Linked DNA regions of Oryctolagus cuniculus: regions 2 and 3 are each linked to region 1. A link is a contact called in public Micro-C data. All regions are on one chromosome and are shown on one strand. Each heading gives the region's core, a stretch centred on a gene start, on an enhancer-like site or on the middle of the called end of the contact. The rest is flanking DNA. Distances are from core to core; before and after follow the strand shown.

What was found. Hi-C and Micro-C count contacts between places; a contact is called where the count stands out from the background.
Region 2: a Micro-C map of ear pinna shows a contact between it and region 1, with 1.8 times the contacts expected there. The contact joins the promoter of CD82 here to the promoter of TSPAN18 in region 1. A contact is called at or near these places in 2 of 6 Hi-C or Micro-C datasets (ear pinna and an unstated tissue).
Region 3: a Micro-C map of ear pinna shows a contact between it and region 1, with 10 times the contacts expected there. The contact joins the enhancer-like site here to the promoter of TSPAN18 in region 1. A contact is called at or near these places in 2 of 6 Hi-C or Micro-C datasets (ear pinna and psoas muscle).

Annotation. Positions count from the first base shown.
Region 1 is chr1:20,994,512-20,997,683 of mOryCun1.1, reverse strand. TSPAN18 (tetraspanin 18) reads left to right here and starts at 1,354. Exons shown (of 12, transcript XM_051852548.2): 1 at 1,354-1,372.
Region 2 is chr1:21,133,073-21,136,057 of mOryCun1.1, reverse strand. It overlaps CD82 (CD82 molecule), which reads left to right and starts at 1,663. Exons shown (of 10, transcript XM_070071327.1): 1 at 1,663-1,829.
Region 3 is chr1:20,856,562-20,859,848 of mOryCun1.1, reverse strand. All of the region lies in intron 3 of TSPAN18 (tetraspanin 18), which reads left to right. Among named protein-coding and RNA genes, the nearest start is that of TP53I11, 44 kb to the right of the region's middle. Within about 2 kb of position 1,873, at least 2 of the 8 cell types and tissues checked have an H3K27ac peak or open chromatin away from gene starts, as enhancers often do.

The DNA.
Region 1 (3,172 bases), core at 105-2,604:
CAGAGAGTGGGGCCCAGGTCTCAGCGCCTTCTTCGCCTTCCTAGGGTAGCAGGATCTCGCTGGAATGTTTTTTATTGTGGTTAAAGATACATCGCTAGAATTTAATAACACCGTTTTATTTTCATTGCATTTATTTTTATGGTTACTTGCTATTTATAGTAATGTGATACTGAGTTTCCATTTATGGTCATGATATAACATATCTCTTTTTTTTTTTTTAAAAGAGCAAGCTCATTTAAATAAGATAAGAGTTGATTTAGAGAAGGGGGCCCTGCCTGGTGCCCCCTCCGTGGAGGCAGGCAGGTGGCCAAGGGCTGAGCAGGAGTGAGCCTCCCAGCCTGGCCTGTGAGTTCCCAGCGCCTCCATTCGCGCCTCCAGCGCTAACAACCTCCGGACACCCCCCCCCCCCCAGCGCCTCCCTCCCTCCCTTCCTTCCTCTGGCTTTGTCTGACCTCAGCCTCCAGCCGCCAGCACCCTCACCAGGATCATGCTCTTTCCTCCTTAAGCTTGCTGGGTCCTGGCATCCACGGAGGCCTAGGCAGAGGGCCCTTCCGGGAGCTCCGGCAGGGGGTCGGTGGTGGGCGGGATCAGCTCTCAAACGGCCGGCCGCAGAGAGTGGACCCCCTGGTCCCTGTCCTTACTTTACAAGAATTCCGCTACTAGACACAAACGCTGCTCACGGTGGGCACCCTGAAAACCTGGGGACCCAGGCCTTTCTCTCCCAGCCTCTCTCCACGTCCCCTGTGTCTCAGTGAGGGTTCCTAAGACGACCCAGGCATCCCCCCAAGTCCTTGCAGGAAGGAATCTGTTTCCTGGAATGTAGGCACGGAAAAGCAGCAACTTCCGGCCGCTGGAAACTCGGCTCCGTGGCCTGACATCACTAACCAGCACTTCCAAGACAGGAGCCTCTTCAGCCCGCATCAGTCACTCACTCCCTAGTGAGAATCAGCGGGCCCAAGGGGCTGCCCACAGAACCCCTGTGTGCTATGAGCGCTCAGGCCCACAGGGAATGGGTGCGGAGGCTTGAGCGTTGGGACTCGGAGTTGCCGAGGGAAGAGGAGCGGGCACCCTGAGCCCCCTCTCTTCCGCGGGGGTCGCCAGGCGCAATCCCTGGGGGCGGTCTGTTCTGACTCGCTGTTTTGTCTGGGTTAGGGCTGGGCCACTACTTCCCAGAAGTGAAATGTCCCCGGGAAGCCCAGTGTCTCGGGCTGGGGAGGGGGTGTGGCCGCGGCAGTAACACAAAGAAGACAAGACAGCCCCCACACCCCCCAAGACGCAGCGGTGGGAGACACAGCCCGGGCCCTCGGAATGAAGGCGTCGTCGCTGGTCTGGGGTCAGTCCCTGCCTGCAGGAGCTCCGACTGTCCGCGGAGGTACTTGCAGCGCCGCGGGCAGCCCAGCCAGGGGTCGCAGGCCCCCGCCCCCGCTCTGCCGTGCCGGCTCTTCCAGATCCCACTCGGGGGCCAGCAAGCCGCTCTCCGCCCTCGCCCAGCCGATCTTCCGACTCCAGGCGAAGCAAGGGCCAGGAGAAGAGTGGGGAGGTGGTCGGGTGTGGAGGGGCAGAGGGTGGTCTCGGGGGACTCCTCCTCCCCCACCCCGAGCGAGGCCTGGGCGCGGGGCGAAGGCGGAGCCGGCGGCAGGCAGGAGGCGAGGGGCAGCCCGCGGAGGAGACGCCACGGCAGCGGCGGCGGCGGCGGCAGCGGCGGCTGCTGGAGCCCGGAGGGGCGGAGGTTTGGGGAGGGGAGGGAGCGAGGGGAGGGAGGGACGGAGCGGCGGGGAGGTGGGGCCGGCGGGCGGGCGGGCGGCTCCAGCTGCCGCCGGCGTCGCGGCGGCTCCAGGCTGCGGGGCGGACGCAGCGCCGAGCGATCCAGCGCGGAGCCGCACGAGGCCGCGCGAGCCCTGGCCCCAGCCCGGGCCCGAGCCCCGAGCCCCGAGCCCCGAGCCCCGAGCCCCGAGCCCCGAGCGAGCTGGGCCGCCTGTGCCGCGGGATCCCCGGCCGCGTCGCCGCCGCCGGGAAGGCAGCCCGAGCCGAGCAAGTTGCGGACGCGCCGCTCCGCCCGCCCCGGGAAAGTTTCCCCCGCGGCCGCCCGCAGGAGTTGGCGCGGGGTCCCGCCGCCGCCGCCGCCGCTGGAAGGTAGGGGGCTGCGCACCTCCGGGCCCGCCGTGCGCTCCGCCGTGGCGCCCCCGGGGACCTGAAGACCCCGCGCGCGCTCCCCGGGGAAAGCGCTGGAGCCGGTGGGGCCGTGGGGGTATGGGGGGGGGGGTCCCAGGGATCCAAGTTCCACTCAAACTAGCGTGGGGGAGTGGGGCAGGGGAGACGCTCTCGCTCCACCCGTGCCCCGAGTCGCCCGCGGGCGGGGGCCTTAGCCCAGACAGGTGCAACGCGGGTGGGCGCTGAGCGCCGTGCGGGGCCAGTGGAGGCGCCCAGAAAACTGTGTGGGGTGGCAGGTGTGGTCTCCAGGTCGGGCGCTGTGCCCGAGGGAGGGGCTGCGCGCCCCGCCACCCTGCAGGAGCACGGGTGGGGCCTGGGGACCCGGAGCGGGGATAGGGTCCGGGGAGCGCACGCTGCTGCCTCCGGGGTCCCTGGCAGCGGGGTGGGGCGGGGCGAGCCGAGCTGGGGGAGCCACGCTTTCTTCCCGCGCGCCGCTTATGCGCTGCAAGGTGTGTGCGGTTTGGGGACGTGGAGCCTCGGTGGTGGTGCTGGGTGGCTCCGGAGCTAGGGCCGGGGCGGATTTGGGGGGCGTCCGCCGGGAGAGCTGACTGGCTGGGGTGGGTTCGCGTCGGCTCGGGGTCTCGGCTGGCTGGAGAGCAATGGGATCCCGCCAGGGGGCGTCCTTCTCCGGCCCTAGCGCGCCCGGGAAGGCGAGCCCTAGCTCCCGGCTCCCGGCTCCCGGCTCCCGGCTCCCGGCTCCCCGCTCCCAGAGAAGCCGACTGCACGGAAACCGGGAGGTCACGGGGACCACGGACCTCGGCGCTCGCGTCCCCCTCCCCGTCGCGGGCCGCCCTGCCGTGTCCCGGGTGGCCGCGCGCCGCGTGCTGGGCAGCCTTCCGGACACCGGCTGACTTTGCCCGGGAGACTGGGGCTAAGTGGGTGCGTAAAGAATTCACCCCCCAGAGGAACCAGAGAGACCCTTGACACTAACAGCGACCTGGCGTGGAGAGAGCGGGCTGGG
Region 2 (2,985 bases), core at 414-2,913, 140 kb before region 1:
TTTCCCTGGCCTGGTGTGGAAATTCTAGACAAAAGACTTTACTGAAGGGAGAGCACCTGTGGACAGGGCTAGCGTCCACGCAGCGGGCCAAAGCCTCCGTGAATGCCACCACATGTCACCTTCCACAGCCGCCTGCAGGACCACTGCTGCTGCTTTTCCCATGTTAGGGACTCAGAATCCCAGGGGAGTCAAGGGCCCTGCCTAAAATCCCCAGGTCACAAAGCTCCCAGGAGCCGCCCAGGTCTCGGGGAGTCTCGGACCACCCCACTTCTCCACCATGTGCTCTGATTCTGAATCTCCCAGAGACCTTGTTGGAACAAATTGTTCCTGAGTTTTTATTCCACAGGTTGGGGAAGAGGGGACAGCCCCCCCCGCCCCCGAAAACACATTCCTAAGGAGTTCCCAGGCCGCGCGGATGCCGGTCCCAGCACCAGGCTCTGAGAACATGCGCTGGGCTGGGGTCCAGCTCCGCTCCCTGCTCCACCCAGGCAAACCTCGGCACAATGGCGTTGTTGTGAGATGCCAGTGAGATAATGGGCATGAGAACGCTGTGTCAGCGGCCTAGGTGGACGGCCTGGTCATTAGCTGGGGAACCTGCCTGAGGCTGGCTCCTTGGAGTGGGGCAGCGCGGACGGTGGGATGCGGGGAGGCAGGTGGATGGGCGGGGGGCACCATAGCTCACTGGAGCCCTCATGCAGCCCACCTTAATTCCAACCACGTCTCAAGGCAGAAAGCCAGCACTGAGGTGCTCGGGCCCAAGGCGCCCCCTCCCCCGCCACCCCCAGCAGCAGTCGGCTCCCCAGCAGCCGGCCACCCTGGGCTACGTCCCCAGGGACGCGTCTGGGCAGGCTGGGGCAGAGTCAGACTTGTGGTTCAGGGCCTGGGGCTGAAAGCCGCTCACCACCGCCTCCAGTGAGAGACTCAGAGCTGGGCGCTTCCCCTCTCTAAGCCTCAGCTTGCCCATCAGCAAAGTGGGTGCAACAGGAGCACCCCATAGGTTGTGGGCATTCCCAGCGCTTGGCACGGGGCCCGGCCCCTGGCAAGAGGTCAATCAGTGGCAGCTGTCAGTATTCTCAGAGAGCGCCTGGCCGCCTCCTGATAGAGGCCTCGACTTGGAACACGAACCGCTCCCACGCCGCTTCCCGGTTGCACCCGGATGCACCGCCCTAGCATGCCAACGTGGGGGCCTAGGCCCGCCCGTCCCGAGCTGGGGCCGCGGGGCCCGAACAGGGCTGGGAAGGCGCCGAGATCCGGGCCAGGAGAGTGTGCGGGGCGGTTCCCACCCGCGAGGGTCAGAGGCGGGCGGGCGCAGCCGGCTAGACTGGCAGGTGGGAGGGGTCGGGGAGGACGAGCGGGGCCGGGGAGGGGCGGGCCGTGGGGTGGGGGGCTCCGAGTGGGCAGAGCTCGGGGACGGGCCGGCAGGGGTGCTGGGCACTGGGCCGAGGAGGCGGGCCCGGGGGCGGGCCTCGGCCGCAGCGCGACCTGGACGGCGTCGACGAGGAGGCTGAGGCCGAGCGGGAAGGGGGCATGGCCTCCCCGCCAGCGGGGCCCCGGGGCGGGACTGGCCCGGGTAGAGTCCACGGTAGGCGGAGCCGGGCCCGGCCGGGGGGGCGGGGCTGGCGGGCTCGCGTAGGGAGGCCGCCGAGGGGGCGTGTCCGGGGCGGGGCCTCTGGGGGCGGGGCCTGGCGAGGCCGTTGAGTTCCCCGACCGCTGCCGGGAGAGGGGGGACCGCAGAGTCGCCGAGCCCAGCGCTGCGCAGTCGGCGGCTGACTGGGGCGCGAGCGGGTTCTCCGGGCTTGCAGCGGGGCAGGAGAAAACAGAGCCAGCAGGTGAGCAAGGGGCCGCGGGAGACCGGCGGGACGAGCAGCGGCAGCCAAGTTTGGTTTTGGCCGCACTTCCCCAGCCGGCTCGGGCAGCTCTCCGGGAACAAGTGACAGGTCGGGGCAGCTGGGGGTGGGGGGTGAGAGGGAGCTTTGCCTCGGCGTGCTGAGAACCTCTGGGGGCTCCGGCTGCGTGGCCCCGGCGCCGCACCTCTCCGGTTCCAGCAGGAGGAAGTTGGAGCAGGTGAGCTCCGCGCTCCGGTCGCACTTGCTCACCGGAGCCTGGAGAGACAGGAGCTGGCAGGTGAGGGCGCGCTGCAGGTCAGCCGCAGGTGCGCGCTCGCGCTGCCCCGGTGCAGCTTCTCCTTGCGAAATGGGACTCAGCCGAGCCAGTGCTTTTAAAGGTCAAACGGATTCGCCGGATAGGGTTCGAACGCGCGAGCCCTGGGGAGGCACAGCCCAAAGCAGGAGCGTTTCGGCTCTCCCCTAGTCTCCCTTAACCGAGAGTTCAACTAGCCAGGCTCCCCCAGCCTCCAGCCAGAAACCCAGTGAACAAGCCGGGAGGAGTGGAAGGAACAGGTCTTATCTAGGTGAGCAGGGGAGAAAAGCGAAAACTCCACCAGATCTTGGGCCAGAGTCAAGCCCAGAGCCCCAGGGCTCTTGCGACATGCCCTGGGTTAGTTTCTTGGGCTGGAAGATTCAGTCTATAGGGGTGGCGGGGGCCTTGCACTGGGCCACGGAGCTGGGCAGCCTAGATCGGTGGTCGGGGGCTTGGGTTTGGGACCAAGCTGACTTAGGATGCCAGTTCCCTCTCCAAGCTCCAGATTCTTCATCTGTGAAATGGGGACAGTGACAGAACCCGACAGCAGGAGTGAGAACTGAAGAGAGCAAGGCCATACAGTGCTTGGCAAGGCACCAGGCACCTAGTGAGGCCTCACTCCGGGGCAGTTCCTCTGCTGTGAGTGAGCTGCATTGACTGGCTTCAGGCTGCAGAGGGAGAGCACCCCCCCCCCCTTTTTGAGGGCTAGAGGCTCCTCCTGACCTGTGAGAGCCAGACACTGCCATGTGCCACCAACGTGATTCTGTAGGGAGGTCGGGGAGTGTGTCTCCAGGCCAAAAGAACCGCTGAGTTTTCTCTGATGTTGTTGAGGCCACAGCCTCAACA
Region 3 (3,287 bases), core at 624-3,123, 140 kb after region 1:
AGCAGGTTGGGCTGCTGAGACACAGCTGGGGCGTCACTTTCAGGGTGAACCATGCTCTCATCTGGGGTTCCATGAGCTTGAAGTGGGGGGCTTGTTGGGGGCGGGTGGGCTGTCTTCACCTCCTCTACGGGTAACTGAAGTTGGCCATTTCCTTGCAGTAGGAATCAGGCTGAAGCCTCCGTGCTTGGGCAGTACTTGTGACTCCATGGCCCATAGAGATCCTGAAACTCGCGGCAGAGCCCCTGAGAGCATGTGCGCCTCCGTTCCCTGGCCACCCAACCCTTCGGTCTCCTGTGCGAATGCAGAAGCATTAACTACCCTCTGCTGCAAAACATTTCAATAACTCTTTGAATATAGTTGACCGCCCTTTTAATCCCGTGTGTTGTATTTTAAGCATCAAAATGGGATCCAGAGGCCCCCTACGTGCTCGAGTGGTGGCAAGAGGTGGGAGACGCACTGGGTGTCTCCTGCAACCGGCTGAGAGACCCAAGGCAGATAGCTCGCCATCTCGGAGCCCAGCTCAGTCACAGTTCAGTGTTGAGAAATCCCCTTGCAGGAGTCTCCTGCGGATCTGTTTGCTCTTAGTTCAAGGCCAGGTGCATAGTAAGTGCAGGCTAAACAGACTCTGGGTAGCATGAGGTCTCACAGCATCTGCTGGGAGGCAGCCAGGAGAAGCAGAATAGGTGTGTGGTGCCATGGGGAAGATGCGGCTTGGATGCCCTCGCCCCACATCAGAGGGCCTGGGTTCGAGTCCTGCCTCCACTTGGGCTTCCAGCTTCCTGTGGACGCACACCCTGGGAGGTGGCTGGGGATGGCTCACGTACTTGGGTCCCAAGTAGGAAACCGGATGGAGTTACCAGCTCCTGGCTTCAGCCCGGCCCAGTCCCAGCTGTTGCAGGCATCCGGGGAGTGAACCAGTGGATAGGGTCTCTGTCTGTCTGTCTCTCTCTCTCTCTCTCTGAATCTCTCCACCTTTCCAATAAAATTTGAAAAAACCAGAAAGACTGGGTACCGATGAGGCACAGGTGTTATTGGCAGTGCCAGCTTGTGCAGGGAGAGCAGGGGGCACTGTGAGGCTTGGCGAGACCCCAGTGGCAGTGAGCCCAAGTTGGGGGGGGGGTGTCTCTGGGGACCTGGGGACACAGCAGCACCTGGGGCAGCCGGGGAGGGCTGCTGTCAGAGGAGCTTCAGAGGCAGCCGCTGGCCAAGCCCACAGACGCAAGTCCAGCTCCCAGGAGTAAGGTCAGGGGTCACCCCTCCTGTCTGCCTGCCTGGGCCGGCGCTCACTCAGCGGGGCATGCAGGAGACGGCTCGGGGCGGCGGTGGGGGGCGGGGTGCCTGGCCCCACGAGTGATGCGATCAGGAGGAGACTTGGTGTTTGGCGGCCAGGGAGGCCGCGCGGTGAGCGCCGTCTGGATCCTGAGCAGGCAGCCAGGCTGCTGCACCCTCTGCAGGCAGCCACTTCCCCAGGGTCAACCCGGGCCCAGGCAGCCTTTTGTCCCATCCCGGGGGCTCCCCCATGCCCTGACTGGGGCTTCCTGCCGCAGCCTGGCCTCTCTGGGTCCTGGGGCCAATGAGTACTGGGGGAGCCTGCCCCCTCCCTCCTCCTCACACCTGCCTTGCCCCGCATTGCCTGCCTGGGGTGGGGGTGAGGGGAGAGGCGTCCTGGGGGAGGGGCTTCCTGGGGGAGGGGTGCCCTAGCTCCGCCCTCCTGGACTCTCACCTGCTTCAGCAGCCCCCACACACAGCCCCCCGCTGGACGTGGGCTCTGAGGCCCAGCCTGCTGCCCACACACACCGTGACCCCTCTCTGCACCCCTGCCTTCAGCTGCTCACAGTGGCCAAGTCGAGGTCTCCGCACGAGGGTCCCCAGAGACTCTGCAAAGGCCAGTGACGTCCCCACTGGGTTAGGTGCCCAAGGCAGGGGAACAGAGCCCCTGACCCGTGTCTGGGCCCAGCGCCCTCTGTGGATGAGGCCCAGCCCTGGTGCCCGGCGTAGGGCGGATGGGAGGCGTGGATTGTGTTATGGTCACTGAGGCTGGGTGGGCGTCAAGTCCCTGGGGCCACACCCTGGAGGGAGACCAGGGCACAGCACGGAGTCTGGTTTCCTTGCACCAGCTCCATGGACCTGCCGCGGGTCCTGGGGGCCAGGGAGGCTCACCTGTGAACAGGAGCGCCTGCCTCCCGCGTGGGCGGGCCCAGCGAGGTCCTGTACCTCAGGGCCTCTCAGAGGGCTGCAGCCTTAGCCGTCCAGGAAGCTGCCTGCTTTGGCGGGAAGGGCAGCCAGCCAGCGGGTTTATGCTCAGTCCCTCCTGGTTCTGGCCACGCTGTGTGACTCGGGGCTGCGCTCTGTCCCTCTCTGAGCCAGAGCTTCCGCCATGTGACGTGAGGTGGTGGACACAGGCCTCACTAAGGAGCTTCCTTTTCTGTGGCCATTCTGGTGGGAAGGACGGGCTTCGGGGTGGGCAGAGGACAGGTCAGCAGCGGGCACGGAGCGCCCAGCCTGGCTCAGCTCACAGACTAGCGATGAGGCCGCTTCAGGCGCCTTCTCTGTCCCCACTCAGCGGGTCTGGGCGACTGGATCCCGGACACTTCGGATCCAACTGCGCTCCCAGCAAGCTTTCCCTGGGGCCCCATCACCCCCCTCCCAGGCCCCGACCCTCGGGAGCCTGTTAAATGGTATCCCCCGCCCCGCTGTGCCCGAGCCCGCTGTGGGTGCCAGGGTCCCCATCTGTAAAAGGGAACCCTCCCTTCCCCCAAGGTTTCTGGAGGAGGAAGTGAGATCATCATCGTAGGTGACCGCCTCCAGCCCAGCGCGGGTGATGCCAAGGGAGCTCCATAGATCTCGCTCCTCCCTGCCCCCTGCCCACCGCCGTGACCTCTGCACACAGCCTCGCCCTCTTCCAGGCTCCCCTCCAGCCCCAGCTGGCAAGCAGTGTTTCCTGTCTTGCTGAGCCTGCCTGGAGCCCTGGCTGATGTTGCCGTTAACTCTCCTTATTGATCGTCCCAGGGCTCTGGGGAGGGCGGCCGCTGGTCTCCATGCCTTGGACCAAGCCCAGGCTGGCCCTGGCAGGAGCCGGGACAGGGCAGGAACTGGCTGTGCTGGACACCGTGTCCAGGGCTTTCACCTGCATCACCTTCTCTCATCCTCCAAGTGACCCCGGAAATCCGATCGGAGACTCCCCACCCCAGATGAGGAGCCAGGCTCTAGGGTCCCTGGGGCAGAGCCCTGATGGAGGGAACGTGGCTTGCAGAGAAAACACCCGATCCTGTGTGGCTCTGCCCCAG